Linked DNA regions of Macaca mulatta: region 1 is linked to region 2. A link is a contact called in public Hi-C data. All regions are on one chromosome and are shown on one strand. The core of a region is the stretch at or near the end of the contact, and the rest is flanking DNA. Distances in the headings are between cores, read along the strand shown.

Region 1 (7,528 bases), core at 456-2,955, 96 kb after region 2:
AAAGTTGATTTTTTGAAAAGATAATAAAAATTGACCAACCTTTCACTAAGCTAAGAAAAAAGAGAGAAATCTCAAATAAATAAAATTAGAACAAAAAAGGAAATATTAAAATTGGTACCATAGAAATACAAAGGACATTAATAGTCTACTCTAAACAACTATGTGTCAACTGTTTAACTTAGAATATAATTTCTAGAAACATACATCCACTAAGACTGAAACATGAAGAAACAGAAAATCAAAACAGATAAATAATGAGTAAAAATATGAGTCAGTAGTCAAAAAACTCCTGAAAAAGGAAAATCCAAGACCAGATAGCTTACTGGAGAATTCTAGCAAATGTTTAAAGAAGAATTAATCCCATTTATTAACAAACTCTTCCAAAAGTTGAAGAGGAGGGAACATTTCCAAACATTTTTTATGAGGCCAGCATTACCCTGATAACAAAGACAGAAAAGGACACTACAAGGATGACAGATGTTTTTAAGGTGCAAATGATGTATTCTTGGATTTGAAAATACAGGATTTGTTTGTACAAAGATTTGTGTGTGGATAGGTGGATGTGTACTGGTGTGTGCATGCATACATATATAAGCTTATCTTGTTTTATTGCACTTCACTTTACTATGCTTCTCAGATATTGCATTTTTTACAAATTGAAGGTTTGTGACAACCCTGCATCAAGTAAGTCTACCAGTGCCACTTTTCTGGTAGCATGTGCTTATTTTGTATCTCTGTGTTACATTTTTGTAATTCTTGCAATATTTGAAATGCTTTGTTATTATTATATCTGTTATGGTGATCTGTGATCAGTGATCATTGATATTACTATTGTCATTGTTTTGGGGCATCACAAACCATGCTCCCCAAAAGATAATGAGCTTAATTGATACATATGTGTGTTCAAATGGTTCTATCAATCTGCCCTTCCTCCATCTCCCCCTCTCCTCAGGTCTCCCTGTTTTCTGAGACACAGCAATATTGAAATTATGCCAATTAATAACTCTACAAAGGCCTCTATGTGTTCAAGTGAAAGTAAGAGCCACATATCTCTTATTAAAAATCAAAAGTGAGAAATGATTAAGCTGAGTGAGGAAGGCACGTTAAAAGCCGAAACAGGCCAAAAGGCCCAGGCTAGTCTCGAACTCCTGGCTTTAAGCAATCCACCTGCTGCAGCCTCCCAGGTGGCTGAGATTAAAGGCATGAGCCACCATGTCCAGCTTCTATGCATTATTTTAAACGGAGTATTGAAGACTCTATTACTGTAGAACTATTTTTAATTTCAATTCTGTCAATATTTGGGTCACAGTTAGGCCTTAATGTTATTACACGCCGGTCTGATGCTCATGGCCAGGCCATTTTGTTTTCCTGTTGGATATAAACAATCTCACAGAATAATGTCAACTTCAGAAGGTTAATCGGAGACCGTGGTAAGTGCAAACAAAAACAAGGGCACTTTATAATGTTGTCTAAATGCAGATAAAAAACAAAGTCTTGATGCCACTTCTGACAGCATCCAATCTAAAATCTTCACTTTCTGAGACCCTATCGAAAATCAACCAATTAAACCCCGACTCGTTTAATAGTTTCTCTCTAACTCCTTCCACTGAGATGACCCATAGTACCCCATTCCTTGCTGCAATGTAATTATATTTTCCACAAGTGTGCTCCTGGTGGTCTTTAACTGAAGGGCACTCACTGGGTCACTGGTGAATTTCCCCGCAGGAACTGAGTCAGACCCCATCTCAGGGCCCTGAACACGATAGGGGCCTGCTCTAAGGCGTGGACCCTCCCGACAGGCCCGGCCTGTCTTGACTTGCGAGGGTTACTGTTCTTGTCCCAAGCGTACAGATGAGGAAGGGGAGACTCAGGGCGAGCGACCCGGGTCCCAGTGGAGCCCCCGGCACACGCCGACACTGGGGCACCAGCCGCGATGGCCACCACTGTGCGCGGAGACGGCTGCGACGCGTCCGCGGGTAAAGTCCCTCGGCGCCTTGCCTCCCACCGGCGCCTTCCCCAGCCCCAGGTTTTTGTCCCCGCCAGCGGCTCCGACTCCATGGCGTCCTCTTCCAGTCTAATGCTTTTTTCCAGATCTCGATCCCAAACTCCCTCCTGCCGGAATCTGGACCCGAATCCACCCGTTGCCCATTTTCCGCTGCCGCTGGAGAGAATCTCTGAGGTGCCCAGGACAGCCTGCCTGCACGGAAGAGATGCCTCCTCAGTATGGCCGCCCCCAGAGAGGAGCGATGAAGTGCAGGCCTCCATGTTGCTCTTGAGCCCGAGCGGCTTTAGGGAGCCATGTTTATTACTGGCGGGCGCCGGCCTCACTGAGCATGTGCAGCCCTGGCCGGGCGGCCTCAAAGTTCTGACGTCACAGGGCGGTTCCTGAAGTGGACATAGTTGTAAGAGCTAGTTATTGTAGACAATACCTCTGGGATCAGGAACTCTAATCTGGAAATAGATAGTAGGAGAGGTCGGTAATGCTGTCTCTGGGTCAGAGACCTGAGCTATGTGGGGTTAGAGAGGGGCCCTGGGCAGGCGAGTCTCTGGGGAGTGTGGTGAGAATCCTTGTGTCAGATGCTGGGAGGAGGTGGGGTCAGGGCTGGGGTCCGTGGGCCGACGGGTTGGGGGAAGGTCAGCGTCAGGGATCAGTAGTAGAGATTCTGTGTGCCCTGATCTCCAGTGGAGTTTTTAAATACAGAGTGTTCATGAGTTTAGCAATGTTATTCGCCTCTCATTATTTAAATAATTTGAAGTTTTCCCCAATAACTAGTGTCTTAGAAGTTGTGAAAATTTCAGAAAATGACAGGTCTTCCGAGTTCGTGATGGGAGTTGGGTAGCACTCGCTTACGAGCACCTGGAGAGTTCCAGGTGGTGAAGGTTTAGCCCAGTAAAGCAGAGAGGTTAGGAGGTTAAATTGGGGGCTCTGGAGCCAAACCTGTGAGGATCTGAGTCCTGGCTCTGGCACTTAAAAGCTGTGTGACCTTGGTCAAGATACTTGGCCCCTCTGTGCTTCAGTTTCCTCATCTGCTAAATGGAGAAATAAGGGCATCTACCCCATAGGGTAGTTGTGTGATTACACAAGTTAATACACTTCAGTCATTAGCAAGAAAGTGAGTGTCAAGCTGTATTTGTTCAGGCAGCCATATGGTAGCCCCACTTCATTAATAAACTGAGGTATTGAAGTATCTTCTTTTTCTTTCAGAAAATATTTGTCAAGCACCTTCTGTGTTCTAAGAACTGTTCTAGGGCTTTGGATGCTATGGAGGTCTAGAAATTCACATTATGGTGGCAGGTGACAGACAATACAAAGAGATAAAGTAATTCCATATAGTGATAAGCCAGGGAGGAGTGCTAAAAGGAGCCAAGGTGTAGAGGTGACTGGAAGGTGACCAGGGAAACCGCTGTAGGGTTTCTAAGTGATGAGATCTGTGACAAATCCCTGTGGTCACCAGGAGGCATTGGTTGTGTAACTTTATTCTGTCCCATTGATCTTGTAGTCAACCCTGGTCTGTTCTGTATTGTTTTAATTACATAATATTTGTAATAATGTTTAATACCTGGTGGAGTGCTCTGTTTACTTATTTTTGCGTAATTAACCACCCCTAAGCTTAACTTCATGCTTCTGCAGGGTGGTTGATCTCCATGGTTCTAGGTGGTTCTGCATGGGGCCTCTCACATGTATTACAGTCAAATGTTAGCTGGGGCCACAGTCATCTGAACTCACTTACATGACTGGCAATTCATGTAGACTGTTGCCTGGAGAAGACATATGTGGCCTGGTGGAATGGAATGGCAACTAGGTTCAAGGAAGGGCTTCCCAGGAGCAAGGCTTCCAAGAGACCGAAGTAGAAGCTTCAGTTTCTTTAAAAAATAAAATAAAATCGGGCTGGGCGCGATGACTCATGCCTGTAATCCCAGCACTTTGGGAGGCCGAGGTGGGCAGATCACCAGGTCATGAGATCGAGACCATCCTGGCCAACATAGTGAAACCCGTCTCTAATAAAAAATAAATAAATACAAAAATAAGTTGGGTGTGGTGGCATGCACTTGTAGTCTCAACTACTCGGGAGGCTGAGACAGGAGAATCTCTTGAACCTGGGAGGCAGAGGTTGCAGTCAGCTGAAATTGCACCACTGCACTTTAGCCTGGTGACAGAGCGAGACTCTGTCTTTAAAAAAACAAACAAACAAACAAAAAAACCCCAAAAAAACCCAATCCTAGAATTCCCAGAATGGAATTTATGTCATATTCTGTGGATCGAGCAAGTCGCAAGGCAACCAGATTCAAGGGGAGGGGAGTTATTCCTCACCTCTTGAGAAGCAATGTGTGTTGAGGAAGGGAAAGAATTGATGGTAGCTGTCTTTGACTTCTACCATATAGAGCAGGGTCTTCACACTCTTTTCTTCCTTAATAATCTTCCATTTGAAAATTTTTATTATTTCATATAAATTTTATAATCAATTTTTTCTTGTCTAGATAAGCATGCCATTTGGATTAAAATTGCATTACATTGCATTACTTTGCAACTTTTGAGAGATTGTGGGAGGGGAATTGGCAACCTTATAATATTGAATCTGCTCATTAAGGAACGTAGTCTGTCTATATACTTAGGTTTTATGTTTTTAATAACATACATGTTGGTATTTCTGCCTCGGCTTTTCTCTTTGTTTTTACCTGAAACCCATGAATGAGACTGCACTGTCTGTGTGATTGGGCAGTTGCCCAAAGTTTAAGGTGTTAACATGCATTAATTCACTTAATCCCTCCTCATTTCCTCCTTCCCTCAACCCCTGACAACCACTAATCTGCTTTCTGTCTCTAGATTTGCCTATTCTGGACATTTTATATAAATGTGTCATCCAATATCTGGTCTTTTGTGACTGGCTTCTTTCACTTAGCAGGATTCTAAGGTTTTTTGAGGTTCATTCATTGTGTAGCCTGTATCAGTACTTCATTCCTGTTTATGATTGAATAATGTTCCATTGTTTGTACATATGTATGTATACCACACTTTGTATATCCATTTATTCATTGGGGGATATATGGGTTATTTACAGTGTATTTCAGGAGTCCCCAAGATCATCCTCCCCCTTGATCTACTGCTATTTGTACCTTATATGACCTCTGCAGAACTATTTATCTGGAAATTAGCCGATGGTTAACTAAATATAGTTCTAAAGACCCATTTCACAGATTCCTAGAGTAGGAGCACAATGCCACCAGTCTCCTTGCTAAGACACAGCAAGAGTGACCTTTGCTACAGTTCCCAATAAGTTCCTCATCTCCATCTGAGACCACCTCAGCCTGCATTTCACTGTCCATATCACTGTATGAGCATCTCGGTCACAACAATTCAACAAGTCTCTAGGAAGTTCCAAACTTTTCTTCTTGTCTTCTGTTTTTGGTTTTTGTCTTTAGATGGAGTCTCACTCTGTTATCCAGGCTGGAGAGCAGTGGCACTATCTTGGCTCACTGCAGCCTCTGCCTCCTGCATTCAAATTATCCTCCTACCTCAGCTTCCTGAGTAGCCGGGATTACAGGCGTGCACCATGATGCCTGCCTAATTTTTTTTTCTTGTATTTTTAGTAGAGACAGAGTTTCACCATGTTGGCTGACTGGCTTTGAACCCCTGACCTCAAATGATCCACCTGCATCACCCTCCCAAAGTGCTGGGATTACAGGCATAAGCTATCATGCCCAGCCATCATCTTCCTGTCTTCTTATAAGCCTTCCAAACTGTTCCAACCTCTGCCTATTACCCAGTTCCAAAGTCACTTCCACATTTTCAGGTATCTTTGTAACAATTCCCTACTTCTCTGGTACCAATTTCCTGTATTAGTTTGTTCACACATTGCTATAAAGAACTACTTGAGACTGGGTAATTTATAAAGAAAAAAAGGTTTAATTGGCTCATGGTTCCACAAGCTGTACAGGAAGCATGGCTGAGGAGACCTCAGGAAACTTACAATCATGGTGGAAGGTGAAGGGGAAGGAAGCATATCTTCACATGGCCAGCAGGAGGGCAGGAGAAGTTATTACACAGTTTTAAACAACCAGATCTCATGAGAGCTCTATCAGAAGAACAGCAAGGGAGATGTCCACCCCTATGATTCAATAACTTTCCACCAGGCTCTTCCTCCAACACTGGAAATTACAGTTAGACATGACATTTGGCTGGAGACTTAGAACCAAACCATATCACCAACGCTATAAAGAAACTGAGGCGGCCAGGCGCGTGGATCTCGCCTGTAATCCCAGCACTTTGGGAGGCCGAGTTGGGCGGATCACGAGGTCAGGAGAAAGAGATCATCGTGGCCAACGCAGTGAAACCCCGTCTCTACTAAAAATACAAAAAATTAGCTGGGCATGGTGGCAGGCGCTCGTAGTCCCAGCTACTCAGGAGGCTGAGGCAGGAGAATGGCGTGAACCCGAAGACGGAGCTTGCAGTGAGCCGAGATTGCGCCACTGCACTCCAGCCTGGGTGACAGAGCAAACTCCATCTCAAAAAAAAAAAAAGAAACTGAGGCACTGATGTCACACTGTTGGTGGATCTGAGACTTGATCTCAGGCCAGCCTGATTCCTAAGTGGTGTTCTTACCCTATTGCCTCAGGATCAGGGAGAGATATATGGAGCCTGTACATTGCTAAAGAACAAGTTGAAAGAATTTTATTTCCAACAGTAGGATTGATAAGGACCAGCTGAAAACAACTAAAGCTTCTGGAATACATTTCAAGGACCTTTTAAAAACGTGTCAATGAGCTACAAAATAAGAGTTCCAAAAAGCCAAAAAAGTTTTAAAATGGAGATGAAACCCAAAGAAATAACTAAGACACTGATGCCACTTTTCACCATTAAGATATTTGCCAAATGTCAAATTAAACTTTGCTGTTTTTCACAGCCTGAGGTGGGAAAGGGGCAGCAGAACAGCAGACAAAGCTGAGGGCCTGCCCGAGTGGGAGGAGCTAAGAGGAGACATCATAAAGTGAGATCCAAAAGGACAGACTTAGTGTAACGGTGAACTATGAATAAACCTTTCCGCCTCCCCTGTATGCTGCCCTTGGCCCCTGCTTCCCTAGGAACAGTGAGGAACATTGTGCATCCTGAGAGAAAACATCTCCCCTGAGAGTTTTATATATATGTAAAACCAACCCTTTAACTGGGTTGTTCACACAAGCTGGGTGGTCTAAAATGCGTCAAGCTTCAAATTTAAAGCAATATCAGCTTTTTGGTGCCTTCTAGGTGACTGACGGCTGCAAAATGGATTGTCTTTGGAGGAACTCTGAGATAGTTTCAAGGAATATAAGTTCAAAATAAAACATCACAAATGTAAAATCGGCAAGAGCCAGCAGAAGCAATGGGCAGAAGGAGCAGGCCTGCAAAAACTTAAGACAGTCAAGTTACCAAAGACAGTACAAAGTGTGTTTTATACTTAAAGAAACAAAGGAGCTGAAATAACTTGAGTATGAAAATAACCAAATAGATTGCAAAAAGTACCAAGTAGAAATGAAAAGTATCATAACTGAA
Region 2 (6,911 bases), core at 3,900-6,399:
GTTTTCTATCTTAGAGGAAAGATCTTAGCGGACAGTGGATATCTTTGTCTTGTTCTAGATCTTAGGGGAAAGGCTTTCAACTTTTCCCTATTCCGTATGATGTCAACTGTGGGTTTATCATACATGAACATTAATGTTTTAAGGTATGTTCTAATTTGTTGAGAGGGTTTTTTTTTTTTAAATCACAAAGAGATGTTGAATTTTATCAGATGCTACTTCTGTGTCTATTGAGATAATCATATGGTTTTGTCCTGTATTCTCTCGATGGGATGTATGTGATGTATCACATTTACTGATATTTGTAGGTTGAAGCATCCTGCATCCCTGGGGAAAAATGCTACCTGATCATGGTGTATAATCTTTTTTCTGTGCTGTTGGATTTTGTTTTCTAGTTTTTTAAAAAGAGTTTTGCATCTATGTTCATCAAAAATACTGGCCTATAGTTTTCTTTTGTTGTGTCTTTGTCTGGTTTTGATATCAAGATAATGCTGGCCTTAGAAAAGATTTGGAAGCATTCTCTCTCCCTTTGATTTTTCAGAATAGTTTGAGAATAATTGGCATTAGCTTTAAAAGTTAGGTAGAATTCATCTGTGAAGCCATTTGGTCCTGGACTCTTCTTTTCTGGGAGACTTTTTATTACTGATTCAGTAACATTATTCATTATTGTTCTATTCTGGTTTTCTGTTTCTTCATGGTTCAATTTTGGTACGTTATATGCATCCAAGAATATATCTATTTTACAAGTTTTCAATTTGTTGATGTAAGTTGTTCATAATGGTCTGTAATGATCTTTTGTTATTTCTGTTTCATCAGTTGTAATGTCTGCTTTTTACCTCTGATTCTATTCCGTTTTTTCTTTTTCTTAGTCTACTTAAAGATTTGTTGATTTTGTCTATTTTTCAAAACAATATTTTCATTTGGTTGATCTTTCATATTTTCAGTCTCAATTTTATTTATTTTTTTCTGATTTTTAGTATTTCTCCTTCCTATAATTTTTGGGTTTGATTTATTCTTGCTTTTCTAGTTCCATGAGGTGCATCATTATATTTGAAATATTTCTACCTTTTTATATAGGGATTTATTTCTATAAACTACCCCTTTTAGTACTGCTTTTGCTATGTAACATAAATTTTGGTATATTGTGTTTCCATTTTTATTTAAGAAATTCTTAAATTTTCTTTTTAATGTCATCTGCAAACAGTGACAATTTGACTTCCTCTTTTCCAGTATGGATGCCCTTTATTTTCTGGTGCCTCTGATGACCAGCAGTGCTTTGGACTGGAGTGGAAAGTAGGGCACATCCCTGGGGCCTTTACTTTATAGCCACGTGCAGTAGTCTCTCCTAACCAGGAGTCTTACGAACATTTTTGGAGACTCGACAGGCCAACCAGACCCATGCAACAAGGCACCCTTCTGAGACCTTCATACCTGGCCCCGTCTAAGCAGTCCCCAAGGCCTTCCTGACCACTGGCTCCCATCCAGGATCTCCCTAGTTCCATGGCCCATTCAGATTTATCCTGGCCTCCAGAGAGGGGTTTAGATACAATTTTGCAGGGTGCCTCCTATGACCAATCCCCGCTCAGTCCATCAGGAGGAAGGGATGCCCTCCCTGGCCTCCATGACTAGTCTCAGCTACCTAATTGGGAATGAGAAATGTTTCAGGGAGTGCTGCATGCAACTGTGCCCCACACAAAACTGTAGCCATGTCAGAGACCCTTCCTGGAGGCTCCCTGTCCAGCTTTGACTGATGTCTGTAGGGAAGACACACGCTCCCATAGGGGAAGTGAGAAACTTCTTGAAGGCATTATTTGTATTTCCATTTCATGTAGTGCAAATAGTTTTTTAATTTCTCTTGAGATTTCTTCTTCACTCTTATGTTGTTTAGAAGTGTGTTTCTGAATATCCACATATTTTGAAATTGCCCGGCTATCATTCTATTACTGATTTGCATAACAGTTAGGTTCCAGTGTTTTCAGAGAGCAGATATGGTATGGTTTTTATACTTTGAAATGTGTTACAATGGGCTTTATGGCCCAGAATGTGGCCTATCTTGGTGAATGTTCCACATGAGCATGAAAAGAATATGTATTCTGCTGTTGTTAGACTAAGTAGACTATAGATGTAAATTACATCCAGTTGTTTGATGATGCTGTTTAGTTCAACTATATTTTATTGATTTTCTATCTGTTGGATCTGTCCATTTCTGATAGAGGGTGTTGATGTTTACAACTATGATTATGGATTATTTTATTTATCCTTGCAGTTCTATCAGTTTTTCTGCCTCATGTATTTTAACACTCTTGTTAGGCGTATACACATTAAGAATTGTTGTATTTTCTCAGATAATTCATTTTTTGTTATCATGTAATGCCTATATTAATCCAGAATTGTTCTTTTCTCTCTGAAGTCTACTCTGTCTGAAAACTAATATAGCTGCTTCAGCTTTATTATTTGTTTTTTTGACAAGTCTTGCTCTGTTGCCCAGACTGGAATGCAGTGGCACGATCTCCGTTCACTGCAACCTCCACCTCCCGGGTTCAAGCAATTCTCTGCCTCAGCCTCCCGAGTGGCTGGGATTACAGGCGCCTGCCATCACGCCTGGCCTTTTTTTTTTTTTTTTTTTGGTATTTTTAGTAGAGACAAGGTTTCAGCATCTTGGCCAGGCTGGTCTTGAACTCCTGACCTTGTGATCCACCTGGCTTGGCCTCCCAAAGTGCTGGGATTACAGGTGTGAGCCACCGCGACCAGCCAGCTGCTTCAGCTTTAATTATTGTTGGCCTTCTATGTTTTTACCACTTCCTACTTCAAATTTGCATGTCTTTGCATTTAAAGTGAGTGTCTTGCAGACAAAGTATAGTTGCGTCTTTTTTGTAGGGGATCCATTGAGATGAACTCATTCTTTAATTAGTGTATGTAGACCATTGATATTAAAGGTGATTACAGATGTAGTTGGATTGATATTTATCATGTCTGTTATTATTCTCTATTTGTTGTCCTGTTTTTTCTTCCTATTTTTGCCTTCCACTCTTTTCCTGAGTTTTGTGGTTTTAATGGAGCATTTTATGAGATTCCATTTTCTCCCGTTTAAGCATGTAAATTCTTCCTTTCTTTTTACTTTTAAAAAGCCTTTCTATTGGTTGTCCTAGATTATGCAATGTACATTTACCATTAATACAAGTCTACCTTTTTCTTTTCTTTTCTTTTTTTTTAATGGAGTCTCGCTCTGTTGCTCAGGCTGGGGTGCAGTGGTGCAATCTCTGCTCACGGCAAGCTCCGCCTCTGGGGTTCACGCCATTTTCCTGCCTCAGCCTCCCTAGTAGCTGGGACTACAGGCGCCCGCCACCACGACCGGCTAATTTGTTTTTGTATTTGATTTTAGTAGAGACGGGGTTTCACCACATTAGGCAGGATGGTCTCGATCTCCTGACCTCGTGATCCGCCTGCCTCAGCCTCCCAAAGTGCTGGGATTATAGGCGTGAGCCACCGCGCCTGGCCAATACAAGTCTACTTTCAAGTAATACTATACTACTTTATGAGTAGTGCAGGTATTTTACAATAACAAAATATTTCTAACTCCTCCCTCCTACAGTTTATATCATTGCTATCATTCATTTCACTTATTGTTAAATTATAATCATCTAATAATTATTGTTATCGTTATTTTGAACAAATTATTAGCAGCTATATCAATGAAAAATAAGAAAACTTAAAGTTTTTATTTGACATTCATTTATTCTTTTAAAATATTCTTCTTTTATGTAGATCCAAATTTGTTACTTTTCTCTGAAGAACTTCTTTTAATTTATTTCAACATTTCTTGCATGGCAGGTCTACGAGCAACAAATTGCCTCAATTTTCGTTTTCTACAAAAGTCTTGGTCGGTCGCAGTAGCTCATCCCTGTAATCCCAGCACTTTGGGAGGCCGAGGTGGGTGGATCACTTGAGGTCAAGCATTCAAGACCAGCCTGACCAACATGGTGAAACCTCACCTCTACTAAAAATACAAAAATTAGCCGGGCACGCACCTGTAATCCCAGCTACTCTGGAGGCTGAGGCAGGAGAATCACTTTGAACCTTGGGGGTGGAGGTTGCAGTGAGCCAATGTCGCACTGTTGCACTCTGCACTCCAGCCTGGGCAACAGAAACTCCATCTCAAAAAAAAAAAAAAAAAAAGGGTATTTATTTCTCCTTCACTTTTGAAGAATATTTTGTCCAAGGCATGGTATCACACTATGATTCTAGTTTGCATTCTCATGATTTTGCTATTTTCATTTACTATTTCATCACGAACATCTTTTCATGTTAATACATATAAGTCTACCTTACTGAAGAAATAAACCAAAACATAAATTAATGGTATTGTATAGATGTACCAGAATTTTTAAACCTGGCTCCTCTTAATGGCTATGTTTTCTTTATTTTTCTATTACAAGTAATGATGAAATCAGTATTCTTATCATCACACATGTATTTGCACCCCAATGTTCCCCACAGCCATTTGTTGCCATTTGACTTTGTCCTGGTACATGCAGAGATAAATTTTCTTTAAACTTTATGAGGTCAAGTTGATCAATCACGTCCTTGATGGCTTCCGAGCTGTCTTTGCTGAATACATGCCTCTTTATTTTTTAAGAGACAGCGGTCCCCTTATGTCGCCCAGGCTGGTCTCAAACTCCTGGCCTCAAGTCATCCTCTCGCCTCAGCTTCCCAAGTCGCTAGGATTACAGGCGTGAACCATCGTGACGGGCTCTGTTCTATGCTTTAAAGATCTTCCCTGCTCAGAAATTTTAGAATGAAAGTGTTTTCAACCAGCCTTTCATGGTTGCAGTTTTTCAGCCCACACTTGAGGGCACAGTATTTTCTAAGTCCGCTTGCGCGGCTCTGGAGAGCCCGGCCAGGCATGGCGCCCGGCCCGCAGGCTCGCGGTTACATTTTCCACGTCCTCTCTGGAGGCCGGCGCCACACCGGGAGTCGCGTGGGGAGAGTCTGTACCCTTCGCAGCAGCCAGCCGTCCGGTCTGCTGCTGGGGACGCGTCGTGCTGACCGGGAGGTCCAAGTCGGGAGCTCCGAGACTAGCCAGACGCGCTCCACCAGCCCGAGTCTGAGAAAAGCACCCGGATAAGGACCGCGGCCGTTTCCACCGGTTGTCGGGCTCCACCTGGTGGCCGATACTGCGTACTGCGCTTGTTCTCTGGAGCTCCTGCGAGAGAGGTGGCCACTGTGCACTGGGTTCCCTGGCGTTAGCAGGGTTGTTCCGGCCGCTGGCAAAGCATTCGCTCCCCATCTGCTCGGGGGAGCTTGGACCTGCAGATTAAGCTCGGAGTAGGATCTTGTTGCCCTCTCAGCCTGGATGCTCTGTGGTGGGGCTCCATGCGGGTCGACCAGCAACTCCCAGTGCCCGCCCCTCCATCACAAGACCTATCGGGGTCAACACGAACCATCTTGAAAGGGTGTTTGGAGGCCGCCACGCGTGTGGCTCGATACCAGTAGCTTCCATTTGACCTCATTTTCCCCAAGTTCTGCCTCGGAGGTGGGGATAGGCTGTACTCGGAGAAACGCGGAGGGCGCCATCAGCCTGGACTAGGTCCCGCGTCTCTCCACATCCTCGGACTAGGTTTTTTCCGAGGCCTGCTCAGGGGGTGACAACGGACTGGAGAGGAACTGGGAGCCCCAGGGAGGGCGTGTCAGCTTCTGTCTGTATCGAGCAAGATTCTGTGTCGAGCAGGACCCTGACGCCACGGGGAGTTTCCTTGTGTTTTTGGCCTCTTCCCAAATATTGGGAACCCCAGGGATTCATTTGGCTGCCAAGCTCTACGCTGCAGGCACGAAGGTATTCCAGCATAGTCCTTTGCTCCAGGACACCTGGGCCGCTTTCCTGAGGGAACAGCATTCCCCTTACCGGGCTACACCCTGGCCACCCATGCCATTCACGAGCTGTTCCTGCCAGATCTGCTGGCACTCAGTCATCCTGGGCCATCAGGCTACTGAGTTCCGGGAGATGGTGAGTGCTCAGGGTGCGTGTGTGGTCAGAGGTGTCAGAGCCCAAAGTAGCCAGAAGAAAGCCAAGTCCCCAGTCATCTGATGCCAACTTCGAACTTCTCATCCTTCTCCTTCCTCCTGCATTGCTCCTTCCAGGCATTCTTTAATCACAGCTGTGTTGGAGGCTGGGATTCCAGACCCAGCACTAACGGGGTACAGCCACAGCTGCAGCATCTCACAGTGACCTAGAGCCTGGCCCAGCTGCCCAACTCAGGCAGTTCACGTAGCACAGCATCCCTGGGAGGTGGCCACTGCCAGATTCACTTCGGATTAGGAACTGAGGCTCCAAAGGCACAAATGACTTGCCCAACATCAGGCAGAAGGATTAGAATTTGGGTCTGGTGGCCTCTAACTCTGTCTCCCAAAGAACAGACCATCAACCAAGGAGACAGGTTATGTCCAGGTAATACAACGAAGTGACCTAACTACAAAGAAGGATGAGTGATCATGGTGGGGGCATGGTGGTGGGCTCTCCCTGCATCTGTTTGTCTCCTCTCTTCCTCCTGCCCCCAGACCCGGCCACTGAACACGCTCCTGGACCTTGACATGCTGGGCTTCCATATTGTCCTGTCTTGCCTCAGACACTACAGAAGGATCACTCCCCTTCCAGTGATAATGGAGTTCTTCATTACCAAAGTGTACAGCCATGAAATCCATTACTAACCCTGAGACTCGGGCAAGAGGTGACAGGTCAGCTAAGTGAGAGAACAGTAGCAAAGTATATCTTTGTGTGGATCCAGATTTCCATCTGGTATTGTTATGGGATCCTTGGGGTGTTACTTCACCAGCCAGAAACCTCCGTGGCCAGTGGTGCCTTCGTCTGAGTTTTGCTCTGGACCGCTGGTCTCATTCCACCCACTCGGCCTGGCAGG

What was found. Hi-C and Micro-C count contacts between places; a contact is called where the count stands out from the background.
Region 1: a contact with region 2 is called in a Hi-C map of blood, with 3 times the contacts expected there. The contact joins the promoter of LOC114672855 here to the enhancer-like site in region 2. A contact is called at or near these places in 4 of 14 Hi-C or Micro-C datasets (CD4 T cells, blood, fetal cortex germinal zone and 1 more).

What each region holds. Positions count from the first base shown.
Region 1 is chr15:125,328,522-125,336,049 of T2T-MMU8v2.0, forward strand. LOC114672855 (putative UPF0633 protein) reads left to right here and starts at 1,706. Exons shown (of 2, transcript XM_028835367.2): 1 at 1,706-1,976; 2 at 2,092-2,866. The coding sequence starts at 1,852. The coding sequence ends at 2,389.
Region 2 is chr15:125,229,577-125,236,487 of T2T-MMU8v2.0, forward strand. All of the region lies in intron 2 of ZNF484 (zinc finger protein 484), which reads right to left. All of the region lies in intron 1 of LOC114672854 (a long non-coding RNA gene), which reads right to left. Among named protein-coding and RNA genes, the nearest start is that of ZNF484, 64 kb to the right of the region's middle. Within about 2 kb of position 5,150, at least 9 of the 40 cell types and tissues checked have an H3K27ac peak or open chromatin away from gene starts, as enhancers often do. A contact at or near this core is called in blood, where this site is marked.